2 separate regions of the Mus musculus genome follow, and region 1 is linked to region 2. The links are chromatin contacts, called in public Micro-C maps. All regions are on one chromosome and are shown on one strand. The core of a region is the stretch at or near the end of the contact, and the rest is flanking DNA. Distances in the headings are between cores, read along the strand shown.

The links. A called contact is a pair of places that touch in the nucleus more often than the background predicts.
Region 1: a contact with region 2 is called in a Micro-C map of embryonic stem cells, with 2.5 times the contacts expected there. The contact joins two enhancer-like sites. A contact is called at or near these places in 10 of 39 promoter capture datasets (cranial neural crest, embryonic stem cells, frontonasal cranial neural crest and 5 more), 5 of 484 Hi-C or Micro-C datasets (cerebellar granule neurons, cerebellum, embryonic stem cells and 1 more), 1 of 115 datasets of contacts at active chromatin or transcription factors (embryonic stem cells) and 1 of 9 other capture datasets (embryonic stem cells).

What each region holds. Positions count from the first base shown.
Region 1 is chr2:70,453,955-70,459,048 of GRCm38.p6, forward strand. It overlaps the pseudogene Rpl9-ps7. Among named protein-coding and RNA genes, the nearest start is that of Sp5, 18 kb to the right of the region's middle. Within about 2 kb of position 2,232, at least 20 of the 459 cell types and tissues checked have an H3K27ac peak or open chromatin away from gene starts, as enhancers often do. A contact at or near this core is called in embryonic stem cells, where this site is marked.
Region 2 is chr2:70,338,979-70,343,504 of GRCm38.p6, forward strand. All of the region lies in intron 30 of Myo3b (myosin IIIB), which reads left to right. Among named protein-coding and RNA genes, the nearest start is that of Sp5, 130 kb to the right of the region's middle. Within about 2 kb of position 1,518, at least 8 of the 459 cell types and tissues checked have an H3K27ac peak or open chromatin away from gene starts, as enhancers often do. A contact at or near this core is called in embryonic stem cells, where this site is marked.

The DNA.
Region 1 (5,094 bases), core at 982-3,481, 120 kb after region 2:
GTGATACTTTGAGTAATTGCAGAACCTTGAGGAGAAAGTTGGTCCCAGGTTATAAAGCCCCGCCCTGATTACAGCTGAGCTCTCTCTGTACAGTGGGCACCATGCAGCAAGCAGCTACTACAAGCTCCCTCTGCTAGAGCTCCCAGTCACCTTGCCTGTCCTGGTATAATATAGACTTTATTTCCTCAACTGTGAGCCAATATAAACCTAACCTCATATCAGTTGTTTGTGTCAGGTGTTGTGTTACAGTAGCAGGACAGCAACTAACACAGGTATAGTTTCCCACATCTTATCATAAACAATTCCCAGGGCTAGTGGGCTATCTGCATCACTTGCAGCTAGGACTTAGACATCACTTGCAGCTAGTACTTACTAGTCTTTTCTAACTTTAAGTCCTGACTAGTTCCTCTCTTACAGCTGGAAGCTCATGCTACCTTGGTCTGCCTGCTGTGTTTCCCTCCTAGTGTTCACCCCAGTGAAGCTGGTGGCCTTGAAACTGTCATCAGTGTCTGATGCAGGGTTCTCCCTTGGGCAGAGGCGTCCTTAATAGAGATCACCTTGCATACAGCAGACCTAGATCTTCTAGGGGAACTAACTGGGTGGTAAACCCTTTGCTAATATCCATGAGCAGGATCTTGACTCGTATGCATTTAATGAAGCCCTAATGACAAACAAGAGGTGAGGTACCAGAGATACGTGGTAAACAAGACCCACAGTCCCTGCCTCTGAGAAGGCCACACTCCAAAACAGACATGGGCTGAGAGGCATTCTAATGCTCAGAAAGTGGACTAGGAAAGGGCAGGCTAGAGAGATTCACAGCACACTGGAGGGCAAGTACTTCCAGGGGAAGGTACTCAGAAAGCAGTGCTACCCAACCTCAGACCTTAGCCCATACAGAGTCCACAGCAGGGCATCACTGTGGAGTTCATTAAGGCTGACATGCAAGATCCAAAGTGTCCTTCCCCCCCCCTCCCCCAAGGCAAGGTTTCTCTGTAAATCCCTGGGTGTCCTACAATTTGCTTTGTAGACTAGGCTGGTCTTGAACTCAGAGATCCACCTCCCTTGTCTCTTGCTCCTGAGTGCTGAGATTAATGTCATGAGCCTCCACTCGGACCAGTGTCCATTGTAATGGTCACCGAGGAGTCAGGAGTTGACTAGACTGAAGGAATGATATTGGATTTGCAGTGTAATAGCCAGTGCTACTTTATAGAGCTACAGGGTTGTTCTTTAAATTACATTTACTTATTTTGTGTGTGGTAGGGTGTGTGTGTGTGTGTGTGTGTGTGTGTGTGTGTGTGTGTGTGTGTGTGTGTAAATCAGTGGACAGCTTGTAGGAGCTGGTTCTTGCCTTCTACCATGTGATCCCAGTGAGCAAACTCTGGTCTCAGGCTTGGCAGCAAGTGCCTTTACCTGCTGAGCCATCTCACCAGCATGGAAGCTATACCTTCAAGCTGACACCTGCACATCTATACTGCATGCTCACAATAATGTCAGGGCTGGTGTTATTGAGCTGCCTGCAGCATGGGGAGGCTTTGAGATCAAGTGGCAAAGGCAAGACTTCAACTCCAAGCCCCTACCCAGAGCCCAGTCACACAGAGGGTGCATAAATAGTCGGGATTTTCAGAAACGACCTATCTTTTCTTCATTTTCTCTCAAGTTAAATGTTTCTTTTTTACTTATTATTTATTTTATGCATATAAGTGTTTGCCTGCGTGTATGTCTCTACACCACATGCTTGGAGCCTGAAAAGAACCAAAATGATGGGTGGTTGTGAGCCACCGTGGTCTCTGCAAGGACAAAAAGTTTACTCAACCACCAAATCATCTTTCCAGCCCATAGACCAAAGATTCTCACTGGGATTCTAGAAGACATTGCACGAAAATGAAGTGAGAATCAAGTAGTTACACACTTGTACGCCATATTTACAGCGAAATTATTTGAAATCACCTCAAACTTTTACAACCAAAATGTCCTTTGAGGAGTAAATAAATAAACCAGGATGGGTACACACAGTGGAATATTATACAACAATAAAAAGAAACAAGTGACACACCAACAGCTTGATGCTCAGAGTCATTAAATGAAGTGGAAAGTTTCAACATGTCACATACTGTACAGCTCTAAGATTGGAGAGATGGGCCGGGACAGCAGACACGTAGTCATGGGAGAGCTGATGTAAGCCAGAAGTAGCCAGCAGGGCAACACGCAGTCTTGAATTGCTTACTGGCTTGGACAGCTTGCTGTTGCCTCGAGAATTCTGAGTCCTTCGCTCACTGGTATACTCCAGGACCATGAGTACCTAAGGGCCCAGTTTCCAGGGCCTATTTCATGATTTGCGATTTCATCCTTAACTACAGCCCCTTAACAGGGGATGCCTGCGTCCCAGCTGACCGATGCTGATTGACCCTGTGACAAACTATTCTGGCTGGTTTCCTCCAGATGGGTGCCAAACGTGTTAACACCTTGTCCCCCAGTGCATAGCAACGTTTCAAGCGGCTTGTTAATTGCCGCCGATTAAAAGCAGGTCTATAATCAACAGCTTATGCATGGCGGCTGGCTCGGGGTTTATCTGGGTCTCCAAAACCCCAAAAGGAAGAAAATCGCTACTGAAGGACTGAAGGTTTCCCATTTCCCTGAGAAACTAGTGAGAGGGGAGCCGCCTCTCTGTCCTGGGGCCACCCACAGAGCTTCTGGGAAGCGCGCGCGCGGGGGGGGGGGGGGGCAGAGGTGCTGCGTGTCTTGTTTACTAGCACTTTTCTGAGCCTGGGCATTCCATATCCTTGAGTTTCCATGGCAGGTCCTCCCCCATGTCTGTATGCCAGGCTCCTTCTCAGTGTTAGGCACCCCATGCCTGCCCCTTTCCCAGTCCCTACACTCAAGGTGTATGCAGGACTACTCAGGCTATTTTTCCTTCTGTCCAGTGCTCTTTAAACCTCTATGTCCAGGATCATGCTCAGCAGACCCCACCCTCTCCCTCCTTACACAGAGTCTGTGTGCCCCAGAGAGCCCTGCTAAGCTTTGAGGTAGCCTGCCATGGCCCTCTTACCTCCTCTGACTCTCAACGTCCATATTTAAAACTAGGTTGGACTTCAAGGCCTGTTTCTCCCTTTAAATTTATGATCGAGGAGGGTTTCTTTTCTTTCTCTTACTTCTCTTGTTTGAGGGTCATTACTCTGGTCTTTAAAGGGGAGGCAACTGCTCCTCCCTCTACAACAGGGTGAAGCCTGAGGACATTGTAGTAAGAGCAATGAGACAGCACAAAAGGACAAGTACATATGCCTCTTCTCACCCAGTGGATATGAAGTGTTAAATCCACAGGGCCAGAGAGTAGAACGGTAGGTGGCATGGGCTGGGGACAGAAAGGGATGGAGAGATATTTAATGAGAAGACAGCTTTCCATTTTACAAAATGAGAAATAAAAACTAAAATGGTTAAAATAGTAAATTTAATTGTACATTTGTGTGTGTGTGTGTGTGTGTGTGTGTGTGTGTGTGTAAACTGGTCTTTATAAAAAGACTGAGTAGAAAAAAAAAATCTTCCTGAAAGCAACATAGGAAAGAAAAAAAAAAAAAAAAAAGCGTCTCTAGTGTGTCCTTAGAGTCCAGAAACAAAAACAGAGGCAGAAGCCGCAGTCCTTATTTCGCAGAAATTGGGCCCTGAGAGGTAAGGAGAGCCCTCAGAACTGCTCAGCCGCACCTCTCCGGTTGCACAGTGGCTGAGTTACTTGCTCTTCTGGAATCCAAACTAGGAATGTAAGCTGCTGTGTCATGCACTAGACCTGAGGTTCGGTCCTCAGCTCCTGCCCCCAGAAATGTTTTAAAGAAACTCCATAGTTACCCTGCTTTCAGAAAACATAGCTCACGGTGGGTGTTATACAGAGAGGAGAGAGAGTGAATCTCGCAGGAAGAAAGTAAAAGTACACAGACATGTATTTGGTTCTTCCTCTTCTATTTACATCTACCTTGTTGTATTCCTAAGTCCTCCGGAGTCTGAAGGTTGATGAAGTCACTCTTACAGATGACATAGAAAGCCTGGCTTGGTCCTGGGATGGGAGACCAGGGCATCACCCACGTGACAAAGGCTCTTTGGAAGTGAAGACTACAACCAACCACAGCGCCTTCACCCCAGGAGGCAAATGAATGAGCTTTAAGGGGAAGAAGCAGCCTTGAGTCCCCCTGAGATCCCAGGTTGGAGTTCTGCTTTGCCTCAGCCCACAACACATTTGTCTAAAACATTTTATAAAACGCTGAGATCTGGCAGCACTAAAATGTCAAGAAAATTAAGGCTTTCTGCATCTTAAAATCCCACCCCACCCAAAGGAGGAACAGAGGTTACCACTGTGCCTAAAATAACTGTCCTCCAAAGTTGTTTGAAAAATTCCATAATTGGACTTGATTCTTCACACGCTAATAAAAAACAAAACAAAACTGTCTTTAGGGGCTAAAGAGATGGCTTGGTGGTTAATAGCAGTTGTCACCCTTGCAGAGGACCTTGGGTTCTGTTCCCAGCACCCACACGGTGTTTTACGCCCATCCATAACTCCAGTTCTAGGAGACCTAATGCCCTCTTGTGACTTCTGCAGGTACACATATGATATATGTGCGTACATGAAAGCAAAACACTCATATAAGTAAAAGAAATAAATTTTTTAAAAAATTAAACAAAAATATTTTTTATAAAATGAAGTAACTATTTTCAAGAGACAACTGGACCAGCAGCAATGTATCTCAGAGGTTCAGTAGCATTGAAAGTACTGGGTTTGATCCTTAGCGGTAAAGAAAGTGGGGAGGTGGTAGACAGAAATGTGGTCTAAAGTTATTCAAAACTCTGTTAAATCCAAAAACAGGAAAATATCCTACTTGTCAATATATATCCCAGAGACAGGCAACTAAGTCCCCACTCCTCGCTGTCAAACAAGAGTAAGTTATGAGGGTACTGAAAGGGGGCTCTGGCCCAGAGTCCAAGCTTTGTATTTAAAATGGAATGTTTAGGAAAGACGTTCTCTCTTTGCCCCATCTACTGCGAGGATGAAGACCATTCTCAGCAATCAGACTGTGGACATTCCAGAGAATGTCGACATCACTCTGAAGGGGC
Region 2 (4,526 bases), core at 268-2,767:
TTATAATGTGAAATAATAAATGTAGATTTGGTGATTGAAAATCAACATTTTTCAAGTATGGAAACAATCACTGCTCTAGGCAAGCATCATGAACGAGTGCCCAAAGCAGAAGGTGAGAGACGAGGGAATAACAAGCTATTTTCATAATGTCAGAATAAATCCCCACAAGAAAGCTGTAGAAGGACACAGAGGAACCTTGCAGAAGCCACTGTGACCAAATGACAGCATCACAGAGATGGAGCCACCAGACCGCACGCAACCCTCAGAACAGCACCTTGTCTGCGGATTTCCTGCCAAATGAGCATGACCTGGATTTAATCCTGAGGAAACAGCAGACAGACCCCAACAGAGGAGTCTGTTGGAAGATAACTGGCCAGTAGGCTACAAAACGAAACAGAGGGGATGGCTGAGGCGCTTTCCCAGCTGGAAGGAGACATAAGAGAATGTGACCACCACCCCCATCCCCACCCCCCCACCCCCAATCCTGGGTTTCTTCTGCTACAGAAGTTGCCCCTGGCATCTTTTGCAAAAATCAGAACACCGTGGAGTGAGTCATAGAGTCTTGCTACTAATCTTAATTTTCCGATTTTAGACACTGCACTCTGGTAAGAGAACACCCTTCCTTTTGAGAACCGGATACTTCGGTACTTAGGAGATAAAGGATGTCAGATGTCTCCAGAGTTCAGAGAAGGTTCCTGCGTTTGTGTGTCAGTGCTCCTGACTACAGCCCTGTGAAAGACAAAGACAAAGCAATAGGTGTGCTGCCATGCTCAGAAATTCCTGCATCTCTTGTGGAACTTTGAAATGCGGTTAATACAAAAAGTTACAATGAAAGCCCAAGGCAGTTCCCCAGCCTTCTCCCCAACTCTCCTGCCTAGTTCTCTGCAGATCACAATCCTTTCCATCACTCCTGCTGAACTTCAGTAAATATCTATCTAGTGCCATCGGTTTGGGGTTTTGGTTGTTTAGGTTTTTTGTTTGTTTGTTTGGTTTGGTTTGGTTTGGTTTTAGACTGAATCTTTCTATATGGCACTGACTAGTCTGGAACTCACTATGTAAACAAGGCTAGCCTCAGACTCATAGAGATCTGCTTGCCTCTGCCTTCCAGGTGCTGGGATGAAAGGCGTGTGGCACCATACGTGGTGCTAATTCAGTTTTTAAGGTGCTAACACTATGACTCTACATAGGTCAACCCATAAGCCATTTCAAAACCCGACCACGGCCACGCTGAGTGAGGAGACCTGTGGCTGTAGGCCTAGCTACTCAAGGGGCGGAGCCAGGGATGTTTCCTGTGCCTAGTAGTTCAAGACCGGACTGAACAACCAAGTGGAAGTCCGTCAGAAGACAAAACCTACTCAAAGGACAAAGCAGAGGTGAAACAAAAGAAGCCGCTTGGAGGCCTTGTCATTGCTTCCCTTTGGACATTCATTATGATCCCCAATGTAATGGTGGCACGCTAGTCCGGTAACAAAACAATGCTGCAGACAGAGAGCGCAGGCAGGCTCTGTGGCAGCCAGATCTGGTTTCCATCTGGTTCTGACCAGTTCTGTTTATTCAGATAGCCCAGTTCCCTCCCTCTGGTCTGTGAAATGGGGGACGTGAATCATTTGCTGGAGTTCCAGAATGAATGAAGCAACCAAGACCTCAGTTCTCTCCGGGCATCCAGGAGGCTGCTGCTGCTGCTGCTGCTGCTGCTGCTGCTGCTGCTGCTGCTGCTACTGCGGTCGCACTGCTGCAGTTTTCCGGTGACATCACACCGGCCCGCCCCTGAACTCCAGTGCTGTGTGAAGACTTGCTCTGCTATTCTGTCAGGCTGCGACCCTCAGACAGTGCTGCATACACATTGAGATCGCAGAGCCCCCTGACCCTGCTTCCATTCCAGTCCTTTTCTCCGCTGGAGGCTGGGACGCTAATGGTCCAAGACAGCTTTCCGAGTGGCTGTCCAATAAGGCGTCGTTTTCATCAGAAGGAAGAAAACCTTTCTGTTCCCACCTTAGGCTTTTATAGCGACAGCTGTCTGCAGTAACATAGTGCAGACCAGGGAGGAAAGGAAAGAAACAAGAACCCAAGAGCTGACAAATTAACACGGTAGGATCCCAGTTGGAGAAAAACAATGGGGTGAACAAATATGACCATCCTTAAAAGCCTAGTAGGGTTCGGGAAATTAGCATAAGTTCACAAACCTAACTGGTACTGACTTATATGAGACATTTATTAGCTCCTGGAGCCCTTCAGATAAATCAGTCCTTGAGCGGTGTTCTAAAACAGAAACCTACGTCTACTTAAGAGCAATCACATATCCACATATTTAAGTGGGATTTGCATAACTAACTCCTTTGGCAGCAATACTCACTCGAGAGAGATGTAAGATGTGTGTTTCAATATTTTTATAAAAAGTGCTGAGTATCCAAAACAAATGAGAAAAACCAACCAAAAGCCAAGCTGTGAGACGCAAGCATATGGGGTCCCTGTTGCCCAGCTGTACCCTGTTAAGGTCCTTCTTCTTCTAGTCTGCCCTTCATAGTCCCATGATATCATATATTAAAGCTCATGATGATGTTTTCCTCTTTATAAATGTAAGGAAAATATCAAGGTACCTATTTCTGACAAAAACATGTGAAGATTAAAAAGACTGATAACATCTAGTGTTGGAGATACAATGGAAAAATGGACCTTCCATACATCTGTGGCTAGATGTTAAGCTTTGTTACTTTTTAGGGGAGAAACTGATGATGTAATTTAAACCCTTGGAATAGAAAAAGGATTTTCTCACTCTTAGGCCCAACAACTTCACACCAAATATTTATCCCAGGGAACTAAATGAATTGGAACTCAGAGCCATGCCCATTGAGTACTCAATGGTCCCTCATTCGTAATGTGAGAGATGGACACCATTTAAATGTTTACAAATGTGTTATTACTCAATTCATTTGTATTAATCACTCAGTGCAAAACTGCACAGCACAAGCTGAGTATTTAAAATACATTATATAGTCACGTATGCTAATCATTCAATGAAACACTATACAACCATAAATATGATGGTATTATACAGTTATATAAATATATGCTCAGGATCATAAGAGGAACTCTAAAATGCTGGTATGTCACTTCACATAACAGTCATGAGCCACTAGTTTTTAAAATACATATTAAATGTGTAGAAAAGTATCTGAAAAGCTATACATCTGGATGCTAATTTTAGCTCGCTGTGAAGATTATCCCCACCTGTGTCATCTTCTCCCTTGGTGCATGCATAGGAGAGAGTACCAGTGGGGTATGTGTCACTTTTCATCACAAAAATAGTCTTGATCAGAAAAAAGGAAGAAATTGGAAATATTTTGCTGCAAGGTCTTCTAGTCATTTATTTTGGTGAGGAAAGAAGACAGACATTGATACATTTTCATAGATTAGCAATTGTTGAGATTCAGATGCCTGGAGACTCATAACCTGTCTCTCAGCTAACAAATAGTGCCAGAACTGGTAGACACTCCAGTTAGTAGAGCTGAAAGTTCACAAGGCAAGGGGATTCTGGTAGTAGTCACTCTGCTTATCGCTGCGACAAGCTCTTAAAGGAGGAAGGGTTTACCCTGGCTTTCTGTCTGAAGATGCAGTCCACCACAGCAGAGATGCAATGGGGTAGAAAGGGGGACGCTGGCACCCAGCAGGCTTTTTCCTTTCACCCCTTTGCTTGTTCAGTCTGGAACCCATGGAATAGTGCCTCCCACACTCAGGGCAAGTCTTCTCCCCTCAGCTAATCATCGTTGGAAAAGTTCCCCTAGCACACACCCATTAATGAGGTACCTCCTTAATTCAATTGACCATGGAAGTTAACCTGGTCATGGTGCCTACTGACTTTGTGCTTCTCCCTTGATCAGACTCCAGGACAGTTTCCTCTGCAGCTTAGGCACAGACCCTTAGCTCATCTGAATGTGAACCAGGCAAATCATCTGCAGAGCCATGTTTTCATAACCTTTGTATTCGGTATCGAAGAGAAAGGAGGGCTGCAGTTTCACCTAGAGTGGAAAAGGCAGATAGGTTGGAGGTGGAGACCAAAAAGCGTCTCAGGATTGCTTACTTTGGAACCAGGTGGACATGAGAGGTGACAGTGTTCACAAGGAGCTGAGTTGAATGTGACTCTAACCTGAGAGATGTCACTGGGCCTTGGCAGGGGCCTACTTGTGGTGGTAATGGTAGTAATGAATGAAAAAGTAAAACATTCTCATTTTTGTAATAAAAGATTCATTAGCGCACACACTCAGATTCACGCAGTCATCTGTCCTTTAAAGAACATTTTAACACCTTCCACTTTGTGTGTTCAAAGCTAAAGAGCATACAAGGTAAAGATAGGCAACAGCACCTGGACCAGATCAGGGAAGAGGAGCGGCAATGCTAGGAATGCTGGAGTGCCCTTCGCATTATACCCTCAACCCTTGGAGAGTTCTTTATTCCTTATTAGAACTAGACAATAGAGCTGGAGAGATGGCTAAGTGGGTAAGAGAGCTTGCTATACAAGAATGAAGACC